3 separate regions of the Anser cygnoides genome follow, and regions 2 and 3 are each linked to region 1. Evidence: chromatin contacts called from public Hi-C data. All regions are on one chromosome and are shown on one strand. The core of a region is the stretch at or near the end of the contact, and the rest is flanking DNA. Distances in the headings are between cores, read along the strand shown.

The links. Hi-C and Micro-C count contacts between places; a contact is called where the count stands out from the background.
Region 2: a contact with region 1 is called in a Hi-C map of liver, with 2.4 times the contacts expected there. The contact joins two enhancer-like sites. A contact is called at or near these places in 2 of 7 Hi-C or Micro-C datasets (both in liver).
Region 3: a contact with region 1 is called in a Hi-C map of liver, with 3 times the contacts expected there. The contact joins two enhancer-like sites. A contact is called at or near these places in 2 of 7 Hi-C or Micro-C datasets (both in liver).

Annotation. Positions count from the first base shown.
Region 1 is chr14:10,433,793-10,437,486 of Taihu_goose_T2T_genome, forward strand. STC2 (stanniocalcin 2) reads left to right here. Exons shown (of 4, transcript XM_067005575.1): 4 at 1-1,714. The region is part of intron 2 of LOC125184912 (a long non-coding RNA gene); the gene reads right to left. Among named protein-coding and RNA genes, the nearest start is that of STC2, 12 kb to the left of the region's middle. Within about 2 kb of position 1,564, at least 1 of the 3 cell types and tissues checked has open chromatin away from gene starts, as enhancers often do. A contact at or near this core is called in liver, where this site is marked.
Region 2 is chr14:10,252,064-10,255,757 of Taihu_goose_T2T_genome, forward strand. No RefSeq gene overlaps it. Among named protein-coding and RNA genes, the nearest start is that of CPEB4, 33 kb to the left of the region's middle. Within about 2 kb of position 1,813, at least 2 of the 3 cell types and tissues checked have open chromatin away from gene starts, as enhancers often do. A contact at or near this core is called in liver, where this site is marked.
Region 3 is chr14:10,595,005-10,598,698 of Taihu_goose_T2T_genome, forward strand. No RefSeq gene overlaps it. Among named protein-coding and RNA genes, the nearest start is that of ERGIC1, 4.9 kb to the left of the region's middle. Within about 2 kb of position 1,592, at least 2 of the 3 cell types and tissues checked have open chromatin away from gene starts, as enhancers often do. A contact at or near this core is called in liver, where this site is marked.

The sequences.
Region 1 (3,694 bases), core at 314-2,813:
CAAACAGTAGAGGCTGTTGGAATTTGGCTACAATTTCCAACTCAGATTTTAGCTACTGCTGAGTGAGCACAGCTCCTAATAGCTATATTCAGGGTTTAATGCATGTATCCACGCGCAGAATTTCTAGGCATTACTTTTAATAGAAGTCACGTAGGAAGCAAGAGAGAACCGCTAAGTTGAAGAGGTGTGGCTCCCTGTGATCACCGGGTCTTTAAGGAAATGACCTTGATCCTTCCTGATTTTAGCTAAGTTCTGTGATGTTCTCATTCAACTTAATCGGGAAGATGTGGGATCAGGCCAAATACCGTAGCTACAAAGACCAGCGTGACCCAAGGAGCAGAGCCCAGGCTGACCTGCTGAGCTGCAGCAGGGCTGTCCCCTGGAGGGTGCCCCCAGGATGTCACGGAGGGGCTTGCTAAGGCTAGCTCTTGCTAGCTCTGACAGCTAGCACCTCTGCTCCAAAAACTGCTCCAAAAACCAAGTGGCTGCTGGTGGTACCATAAGGAAGTCTCCAGTGTGCCTCCCGGAGTTTCCTGTGAGCATCCTCTCCCCTGTGGTGGCATATGTCACCGTAAAGAACAAGCTCGAACCAAAAAGACAATCCAAGCATTTCAGAAAAAAAAAAAAGGAAAAAAAAAAAACACGAAATGAAACGACTCGCTACCAACGTAATGTTCATGCATCGAACTGAAATAAGATCCCTCTCTCATTAGAGGTCCGATGCATCTATGGGAACCAAACATATAGACAGGTATATCCTTGAATGTCTCAGTCAACATATCACCTCAGCATGCATACAGTTTTATTTGTATTCATTTGTTTTGAGGGGGGAAAATTGTATATTCCCCTTGTCTAGTCAATGACAATTTCTTTTGGGTGGGTGGGCAAGCTGTGGGTGGGAGGGATTTTTTTTATAAGGCATAACTTTTTTTTTTCCTCTGTGTGTGAAGATTTTATGTGTTCATCTACTGATTCCACATATGCTATTATTGTAAATATTTAACATTTCTATTTATTATAGTGTCTCCATTTAAAAAAAAAAAACACTGCTGGCTATGATAATTTAAACGTACGTCATGACCTGTGTTGTATATATTCATGCCACTAGTATGTTTTTTATGTTTAAAGCTGCGTAAATATAGTTTTATACAGTTCCATAATGTTATTGACAGCATAAATCATTTATTTATTGTTAAACCTTCTTTCATGTCTAACAAATAGGGTGCGTTTTACCTGAGAGTATTTTATTGTGACATCTACATAGCCTTAATTCTTTATAAAGTTAAAAAAAAAAATGTCCATTTAGATACTGTATGATGCTTTAATTAACATTCCTTATGAACTTGCTGTTCATGAAGGAGGTTTAGCTTCAAAGCCAAGGTATGAATGTTTCCTTTACGCTTTGCATCTGGAATGAGCCTTGTTCTGGAATGAAAATACTGGGAGAAGCAAAATGCTTACTGGAAGAAGATACCAATAAACCCTGGAAAATGCTGTCCTAACTTAAAGTGCTGAACTAAAAGGAAAAAAAAAAAACGACAAACTGTCCTTAATTCCAAATCTCTGGGAGAAAAACATACTAGTTTTATCTCATGTAGAATTTGCAGCCAAATAAGCTTGTAAAAAAAAAACAAAAATGCATATGGCTTTAGACAAAGCTCTGTACCTTTCACACTATTATTTTCCTTAAACACTAATAAATGTTTTGAATAAGTCTGTGGCTGGGTTTTGTTTAAGCTGGAATTTCAGACGCTGTGATAAGGGGTAAGAAAAGCCCTTTGAAGCCAGGCCAGGCTCCCGGTAGCGACCAAGGGGGGCAGAGGTGATCTGTCTGGCTGTCCCCGGGCTGGGAGCAGCAGCGCTGTGCCCTGGCTGGAGCAGGACACGGGGACGGGGCTGTGCCAGCACCGTGGCTCATTCCCCGGACAGAGCCAGCCTTTCCTCCCTGTACGTCAGGGGCAGAGACCTTGTCACCGATGGGCTGTTCCCCTGGGAGGGAGGCCTTGCTGGCTGCTTAGCTGGGATCTGGCAGCTTGGCTTGGGAGTGGAGAAAGAGATGCAGGGCAAAGTAGACGATAAAAACCACCGGGAGCAGAAGCTCACATCCTTTGCAGGTTCAAGCAAAGCCCCTGCACAGCCTGGGAGGCTTTTTCCCCAGCAGGAGCTGCGGATTGGGTTCACTGCGGCATGTCAGAGCCATTTCATCTGCTTTAAATTAGCCCCTATGCAGGTTGGGAAGAGAGTGCAGGGATGCGGGTGCTGGTGGGTTTCCTCTTGCCCAGCGTTTTGGACCTTGGATCACAAAATCCCCTGAGACGTGGCAGTGGCACTGCCCTGTGCTCAGCCTGGCTGGAGGCACAGCTCAGCGTCCTGAGATGCTGCCAGGGCAGGGAAGGGGACCCACACAAATTCAGCAGCGCCAAGCACGGGGACAGAGCCATGAGCACTGGGTTTCAGCCAGACCCGTTAAGAAATACAACTGCAAGGCTTTCTAGATGCTGTAACAGCTGATAAGACTTGTCCTGCGTGTATAAAAGACCCTGATAGTTCATAACGTAGCAAGAGATCTCCCTTCAACATTTTACCGTGAAAACAGAGGGTATCCATTTGGCATCTCTGCTGCCAGCTCTGAATAATCTATCAGTAAGCATTGGTCAGCAGGGATGTAACAGGAGGGCAGTATCTGTAATCCTGAGTGCTCTCTGTTACCATCCCAGGAAGGATCAGTATCAAAACTTAAATGCTTATCGGAGTTTCAGCAAAGGAGAAAAGCAAAATTCTAAGATTTGCAAAAATCAAACTGCAGATACAGCACTTTGTGTTGTCTCCAAAGCCGTTTTCATACAGCGTTGCGGTGTAGGCAGCAAGGGGATGGGAAAATTATGAGAAAGCACCTCAAGAACATAAATAAAGCAGGGATTTTTTTTTTAAGGCTGCTTGCATGAAAAAGCACATTTTTAACACTCCTTCTGTGGAGTTTAAAAATAACTAATCATGCTGAAGCCTTTGGATGAGATGGGCTTCGCAAGCCTAAATGTGATCTGCAGCAATCGAGGACCTGTAGCTTTTGCACCTAAAGGCAAGGAAATGCTATCTATAACCCTGCCAGAGACTGTCGTCAGGCACCACAGGGAACGCGTATCTTGCCAGTAAAGAAGTGACGGAGTTTGGTGGGGTATGATCTTGGGCCAAACTGGTCGGATTGAGACCATGAACCAGCTTGTGCTGGTGCTGGGCCACTCACCGGCATTAAAGATCCCACTGCATTTCCTGCAGGAGCTGGCCCACCCCTTGGCTGGGATGCCACGAAGGTAAGTGCATTCTGCTCTCTACCATCCTCCCTGCAATTTCAGCCAGAAAAGTAATTTTTCATCTCCTGACGTGTGAAGTGGCGAGACTGCACTCTGCTCAAAGAGCGGCTACACGTCAGTGATGGAGAAGTGACCCTCACCTTCCCTCAGGGCGTCGCATCTTACAAAGGAGCGCAGTAACAGAGTGCTGACATAAGCACGGAGCACAGAGGGGAAAAGAAGCCCCAGCACGGACGGCACAGCAGGGATGCTGCATTGCACAACCCCGAGGAGTGTATAAAACATTTAATATCAGCATACAGATCTGCTTCACGACTGGAGTGAGTTTAGTTCAATTTGCTCTGAGTCACTTCACAAGTGAAGTAAGAAAAAACAAATCAAGG
Region 2 (3,694 bases), core at 563-3,062, 180 kb before region 1:
AGCGCCAACATGAAAGGATCCGGCAGCATTTTTGTGTGGCGATGTTTAATGGCTCAGTGTCCTATTGTGACGATTGTTCCCCGGGTCTGTGGGGAGAGCCGGTTTTAATCAATGGAGCCCTTTGGAATCAAATGCAGGTATTTACTGGAACGCGACACACAGAGCAGTGTTTGTCTAGCTAGCAGTCTGCCTGTGTCAGCTAATGCTGTGTTTGGAAGGGGCTCCTGACTCTGACAAAGAAATGGATAACCAGACATTTCCTCATCAGCCCATCTGAAACCTGGGAGCAGCGTGCGCCCATGAATGAGAGGAGAAGCTCTCTGCAATCAATAAAATGGAGCCGGCTTCTCGATCTCAGCAAATAAAGCCCTGATCCCAGGTCAGCCCTGAGATCTCCAGCAGTCTGAAGGAGCGGAAAAGACAGGCTCCGGATTTTCAGCATTTGGCTGTGTGCGCGCCTGTTTCTCCTGGCACCTGTGGGACCTTCGCAGGATGAGAAGGTCGGGAGAGGGATCGCCACAGCACCAGGGTGCCCAGCCCCTGAGGATGGCAAGGAACCCATCGCAGTTTGAAACAACAGCTCGGAGACTCTCGGGGCTCTTCTTTTCACAAAGAAATATTATTTCCTCTTTCCAAGCACAGCGACATGCCCAAGGTCAAACACGAAGCGATAGAGCCACAGTCACAACCCCGGGCTCTTGAGGAAATGCCTAATCCGCGGGATTGCCGCAGCAGGTTATCTCCACGTGACACACTGCACCGTTGTCCTGTGATCCCTGCCCGGGGAACCAACCTGAGCCGAAGCTGAGTCACAGTTCCTGACATCGATTACCCGGTACTGCTGTGTAATGGTGCTTGTTATTGCTGTTTGATAAGGACGGGCCCCATTTCCCCTGTAAGGCGTCTTTGGACTCTGGCTGCAAACGGTCAACTTGTAAAGTACAGAAGGGAGCATCCCTTACACCCCACACGTGAAATCACACTGGGGCGAAATCCTATCTTACTCCAACAGTTGCCATTAGATATTTAAGCAGTGCCTTAAAGAAGCATTTCTGCAATTTGGGAGAGTGACATGACCCCAGAATCAGAGGCTATGAAATCCTTTCCATTTGTACAGCCCCTGCCAAAAGTGCTTGATTAGCAGGTTACAAAGTCTCACGGGCTGGAATTTCTGCAGTAAATTGCATTCAGGCCAAGCTCACAAATCATTAGCCATACAATCTTGTTTATCCTGCTAGGACTTGGAGTTTGTCCTGTTACAAAATCAAAGCAGCAAGGTTGAATGGTTCCAAGTGAAAAGCCTAACGAGTGAATAAGATTCTCTGAGGAGAGACGAGGGGACTTCAGGGACAGTCATTAATGTAAACATGGCTGGGAGATAGCATTTGAATGGTCCTGTTGAGGTGAAATCCCCACAGACCAGCCACAGAATCACATCGCTGCTACCAAGGCCCTGTTGTTTATTTGGCAGCGTGCTGGAGAGCTTGGTCTAGATGCTAACAGCCCCTGGAAGAGGCTAACAGCAATTTTTATTCTTCCGCTTACGCATGTGATTAGGACGTGCACAAAAGGTTCCCTGGGAAATGAAGCAGGCTCCAAGCTGGGGAGTTCGGCCTGGTGAGGCGGCCAGCCACAGGGAACTGGTTTTTGGAAAGAACATGGTGATTTCATTATCCGAAACTCCCTAATTAACATATATTAATTTAAAAGACAAAGAAATATGGAGTATTTTTTCTTGTGTCCCCAGATTTTGCTCCTCAGAGCTGAGGCATGACTGCAATGCCCAGCTCCTCGCACACCTGAGGCCACAGCCCAGGGCAGGGGCTGGCCGTGGCCGTTCCAGAGCTGCCAGTGGCGCTCAGCACAGCATGGAGGGTCCACATGGAAAGTGTCCTGAGAGTCAGGCATGACACCTTGGAATTGCTGAGGAGGAAAGGAGAAGATTCTCTCCCTAGTCCCATCATCTCCTCCACACCACTTCTCAAGCACAGGCATTATTTTTGGCTCCTTTGTATGAGAAGTAGTGCTGAGGTTCACAAAGCTCAGCCTCTGAGCTTGTTGGGACCTAGTATAAATCAAGGTATAACGAAAATAACTACCAAAAGTCAATGTCTTTCCTGTATTTGAGACAGACGTGTCTTTCTGCATCCATCACTTGCTAAAGTTCGATAGCATTCTCTAGTTTAAAGCCCGTAGCCACTTTTTCTGGGAGCAGTATTGAGATTCTGGCAGCCCATCACCCACCACAGATTGTCAACGCACTGGATTTGCAAACAATTCATAGACCGAAATGTATTTGCTGCTGTTCAGCAAACTCTTCTGCCTAACAGCTGAATCTGGAAAGCAAATTTGGATCAGGAGAGAGCAACAAGAAGGAATAAAGGCTGATTTTACCAGGTAGTTTTTTCACAGAGGTATTTTTTTCCACTTCCAAGACAATGTTTTCTAAGCTCAGGCTAACTTTGCAGAACCCAGAAAATCACCAAGGCGACGTTAAATGTCACGACTGGCTAACAGAGAACAAGCCATTGCAGCATTGTTCGCGTGAATAGAGCTGTACCACATCTGCGGGCTGCGAGCAGGGAAAGACACATACAGCTTCATGTTGTGCTCAGCGGTAATTACACAGAAAGCGACCCACCATGCCCTGACCGATAAATAACCAGGACTGACACAATGGTGTCCACAGATCACACACAGCTAGCAGAGGGTCAGAGCCGGGTTCAGTTCCAACGTGTAATCAGAAAACTATCGCATCTCCTGTGAAAAGTCGAGAATTTCCTTTCGCTGCAGTGTGCATTTCCGTTGCGTGTTCCCAGAACAAGAGAGCTTTTTTGCTTCTTCCGATTTGGTAGAACACCTTTTTATGTTAACATTTACATTACCCTCTCGGAGTGTGCGGAGCATCGTGTGTGAAAGACATCCCATTCACATGAGCTCATTCAGGAACTCATTTTGTGGTACCCTGCAAGTTCAGTACACAAAACAGTCTAATTTTACAGCAATTGTATTAAAATGACAGATTTTTTAAAAAGATGTTAGAAGGTACCCTCTGGATTCTCTCTGCTTGAATGGCAAATGTGCGGAGAATAGATGGATGCCACGAGCAACTATTGTCACGCTTTCTTCACGGGGCTCCCAGGTGTATTTGCAGCATTTGCTCTATTATGTTCTGTAAACACATCCTGAGGAAGGGGAGTTGCATGTCACCTCTGAGTATCATAGCTAATAATAGCTTAGATTCCCCTTTTCATTTCTCAAACACATCTATCTGTTCGAAGGAGGCTGTGTGGGGGAGAAGCCTTTGCTAAGTGAAATTAGAGTCAGAGCCACTCCTCAAGGACTGTCAAAACCAATCGGGACTCAATTCTGCTACGTGGCACTAGCGGTCCAAGCGCTGGAGCGGAAAGAGACGACCTCTGAACAAATGCTTGTGGAGCCAAGGCGAAATTTTGGCCCAGCTGCTCCAGCAAGAGCACACGCCTCTGTCTGGGTTCCCCTAACAGATAACAGTGTCAGAGCTCTCCCATCTTTCATGGGAGCCCGGCCGGTACAGAGCCAAAGCCTGCATGCATCCCCCACACCTGCAATCCTGCCATCAGGATCCGTGCCAAGGAGCAGGAGCAGGCCCTGCACCCACCTAAAATCATATTCTAACACACGAAGAAAAATCAGCATTGCAGGCCAGCTGGCA
Region 3 (3,694 bases), core at 342-2,841, 160 kb after region 1:
AAAGAAAGAAAGAAAGAAAGAAAGAAAGAAAGAAAGAAAAAGAAAAAGAAAGGAAGAAAGGAAGAAAGGAAGAAAGGAAGAAAGGAAGGAAGAAAGGAAGAAAGGAAGAAAGGAAGAAAGGAAGAAAGGAAGAAAGAAAGAAAGAAAAGAAAGAAAGGAAGGAAGAAATGAAGAAAGAAAAAGAAAGAAAGAAAAGAAAGAAAGAAAGAAAGAAAGAAAGAAAGAAAGAAAGAAAGAAAGAAAGAAAGAAAGAAAGAAAGAAAGAAAGAAAGAAAGAAAGAAAGAAAGAAAGAAAGAAAGAAAAGAAAGAAAGAAAGAAAGAAAGAAGGAAAGAAAGGAAAAGAAAAAGAAAGGAAGGAAGGAAGGAAGGAGAGAAAGAAAGAAAGGAGTGAAAGAAAGTGACCCACAAGTGCTTTATTTTAATCATCTTCCTTAATACTTACTCCATAAAGTTGTTCTTACAAGTAAATTTTTGTCTGTCCAGGTTTTCTAGATCTTCCTAATTTCTCAGTGACATGCTGTTCTTTACTTTTAACTTCATGCTAATACAGTTTATAGTAATCTGTGATAATTTTGATGACCTCTATTTTGTCACCTCAAAATTTCTTTGTTCCAAAAAAAGTGTAACCCATTAAGTATAACTTCATACAATAAAACGCCCTGTAACGCTCATGTATGATTTCCTCTTTTGTTTTGTTTGCGATTCCTTACACATGGCTGAGTTTTATGTGAGCCCCTGGCTCGTACTACAGCTCTCGAACTGAGAACATATTGTAAGTGCTGTGACTGGGTCATGAGCAGCATTGTTTGCTAAAGGTAAAGCAGGGTACATGCAGTCATCGTTTAGGTCACCTAGGTTTTGTTCATCAACTGGGAATGTGAAGTGACTGTTAAGGAAGGTGCAGTGCTTATTCACTTCTGCCCCTTCTGCTAGCGAAGTGCTTGCTCACAGCTGATCTGAGGCTTTTACTTTGGGACAGTGTGTGGCCGGGTATATACTCTGCGACATTTTACCATTGTGCATGTATTCACAGGACATGCTTGCAGCACTTGTGTCAGGGTGGGTTTGGGATTTAAGTGAGCGCATTGCTTTGCAGGGCGTGTTTACTTGATTATGTGTTGTATTCTGCTGGGTGTGTCGCTGGCTGCATGAAGCATTAAACAACTGCCGTTCAGGAAAAGGAAAAAACATTTTAGAGAATGAACAGAAAATGTTATAAAACATTAAAAAATATAAATAACAGCATGTGAGGAAATCTTTTTGAAGGAACAGGATGCGCATGTAGGTGAGGAATTCAAATACAAGTGCTGTGCTAAGTATAATCAGTAATGAAAGTTCAGCCCTTCCTCTTAGGATTTTAGTAAGCTGCTTGTTGATAGTACTTTACAAATACTGGGGAACAGAAAAGCAAGCTTTAAGTATTGACACAATATAGTATGTGTTTCTCATTATCGTATATGCTATTATAGCTATCAGTCTGTTGTGAGACTGGACTTTAAATGGACAGCAGAATAAATTAGTATCTAGTCAACTTGCTAGTTAAAAAGGTCCTTCTTCATTGACTGTCTGAGCTTTTCCCTTAAGATGACATAAAAACAAACTTTCTTCTTCCTGCTCAATACACAGAAGTAATAACCTGATTATTTTATAGATCCCAGGGTTGGCTACAGCTGCCGTGTGTATGTTTGTGTATGTGGAAGGGGGCTGGTACAGGCACACGTCCTCTTTCTTGCCATATGGCAGTGGGTGAGCACTGCACTGGGCAATGCTAATGGAAATCTACAGTTATTAAAGTCCCCGGAAAATTTATCCTGTTTTTAATATGGTTTGTCTTTTCTTGCTTGTTTGCTTTACTTTTCAGTATGTCAGGAATTTACTAAGGGAAAGTCACGGTGAACAGAATATTTTTGTATTTGCTTCCTTTTCCACCGTGGAAATGAATTCCATGAACAAGTTTCAGCTGCTGTCACAGGCTTACCTCAAGCTTTCATCGTATCCCTTTATTGATCAGTGTTTAGTGTAGTTCAGGTTACTGAAAATGCTTGAGGTCATACCCAAAGGGAGATGCAAGTTAATGGTTAACTAGAGCAAAGTCTCATGATCGAGGACTTTGAACTAAAAGCATTAAATCTCGAAGAGATTTGGATTAATAGCAAAGATGAGTTGAGGATTAGCACCTGATTTTCAAAGGAGGAACGTTCTGTAGTGAGTTACATGCCTGAATTCCTTGTACATTGGAAAGGAAAAGTTGGGAACCTAAGGACTTGACATGTCCAGAGCTAGTACACTGGGTGGTGAGATGCCTGCATCAGCCAGTAGGAAACACCTGGGAGAAGGGGTCATCTGAATATGTCCCTCTGAAACTCTGATATGGGACCAAAAACTGATTGTGGGTTTAAGTAAGTCACACATTTAGTGTAGACACCTGAATCAGTCCTGTCAGTGAAAATAACTCCTACGAGATGAGCCACCCCTTCTGTTTTACATATTCCCAAGTCCAGTTCTGGACCTTTGAACTTAAGGGGACAGCAAGTGCTGCAAGAAGCTTAGGGCATTCAGAGGGAGGAAGGAGAGAGCTCTGTGTTCAGCATCTTAAAGCTGAGCCACTGCGTAACCAGGAGTGCAAAATGTCTTGTGTCAAAACAGAGTGCTTGGTTAGGGCTCTTATCTGGAAAACAGTGGCAATATTGAGACTGGGACACGGGTGGGAGGAGTCCATGACTTACTAATGTTAAATACATATAAACACATAAGCACTCCTGAGAGGTCCCTTCTGCCTTGTCCTTGGAGTCCCATTCAGTCACAACATGCCTAGGAAACTGGGTCATTAAGACCTTACTGGCAAAAAAGCCCACCTGATTTCTGGCTGGACTTAGGTAAGAAGTAGCTTGAGAAGTAAGCAAGAGAATTTCAGCCCAGCCAGAGCAGGGGGGCTTCTGGGCACAAAAAGGCGCCAGACCTTTAGGCGCCTGAAGAAGTTTTTGCCAGAAACTGTAGGCACTTACAGCATCTGACGTAGCTGAGGGAGGCTAGGCAGGGCTTTCCTGGGTTGCTCTCATGAGCACAGGCGCCAGCAGTCTGCATAAGTTGCACTTTGGTGCCTGAGTGCTATTTTGGATCTCTCCCAGAGCCCTTGCACCAGCATGCTCTCAGTAGGGAGTCAGCGTGAAAGCTCAACGGGGGCTGGTGATGCTGAGTGCCTGGCTTGCCGTGTTACGAATGACCTTCTCAGAACGAGTGGCTTCTTCCTAGGTATGGGCTGTGGAAGGCAGCTTGAGCATCCTGACTGCCGGGCCAGCCTGTGCCCAAGTGTCTGTCTAGAAGGAGGGAATGCTACCCTGTGGGCAGCAAGACGTGGAAACTGGCATTTTTCAACAGAATGAGTATGGGAGGATCCAACAGCACTGGGTCATCACAAAGGCCCTCAGACAGCGGACAAGTTAAACAAGACAAAACCTTGTCAAGGGGTAACGTTTCAAAGAAGGCACTGGAAGGTTTGTTGGACGACTTGCCAAATCTGCAGCAATCTGTGGGCGCCCAGTCACGGTCTTGCAGCTTAGTTTCTCACCCGTCATTTGACCTACTGGAACTGGCCATATGCGTGAGATACTAAATAGCACTTCACCAACTTGCTTTTGGCATGCTAGTGTGTGCTGCCTTATCAGCTCTCTCAGTGGTTTCCTCCAGATATTA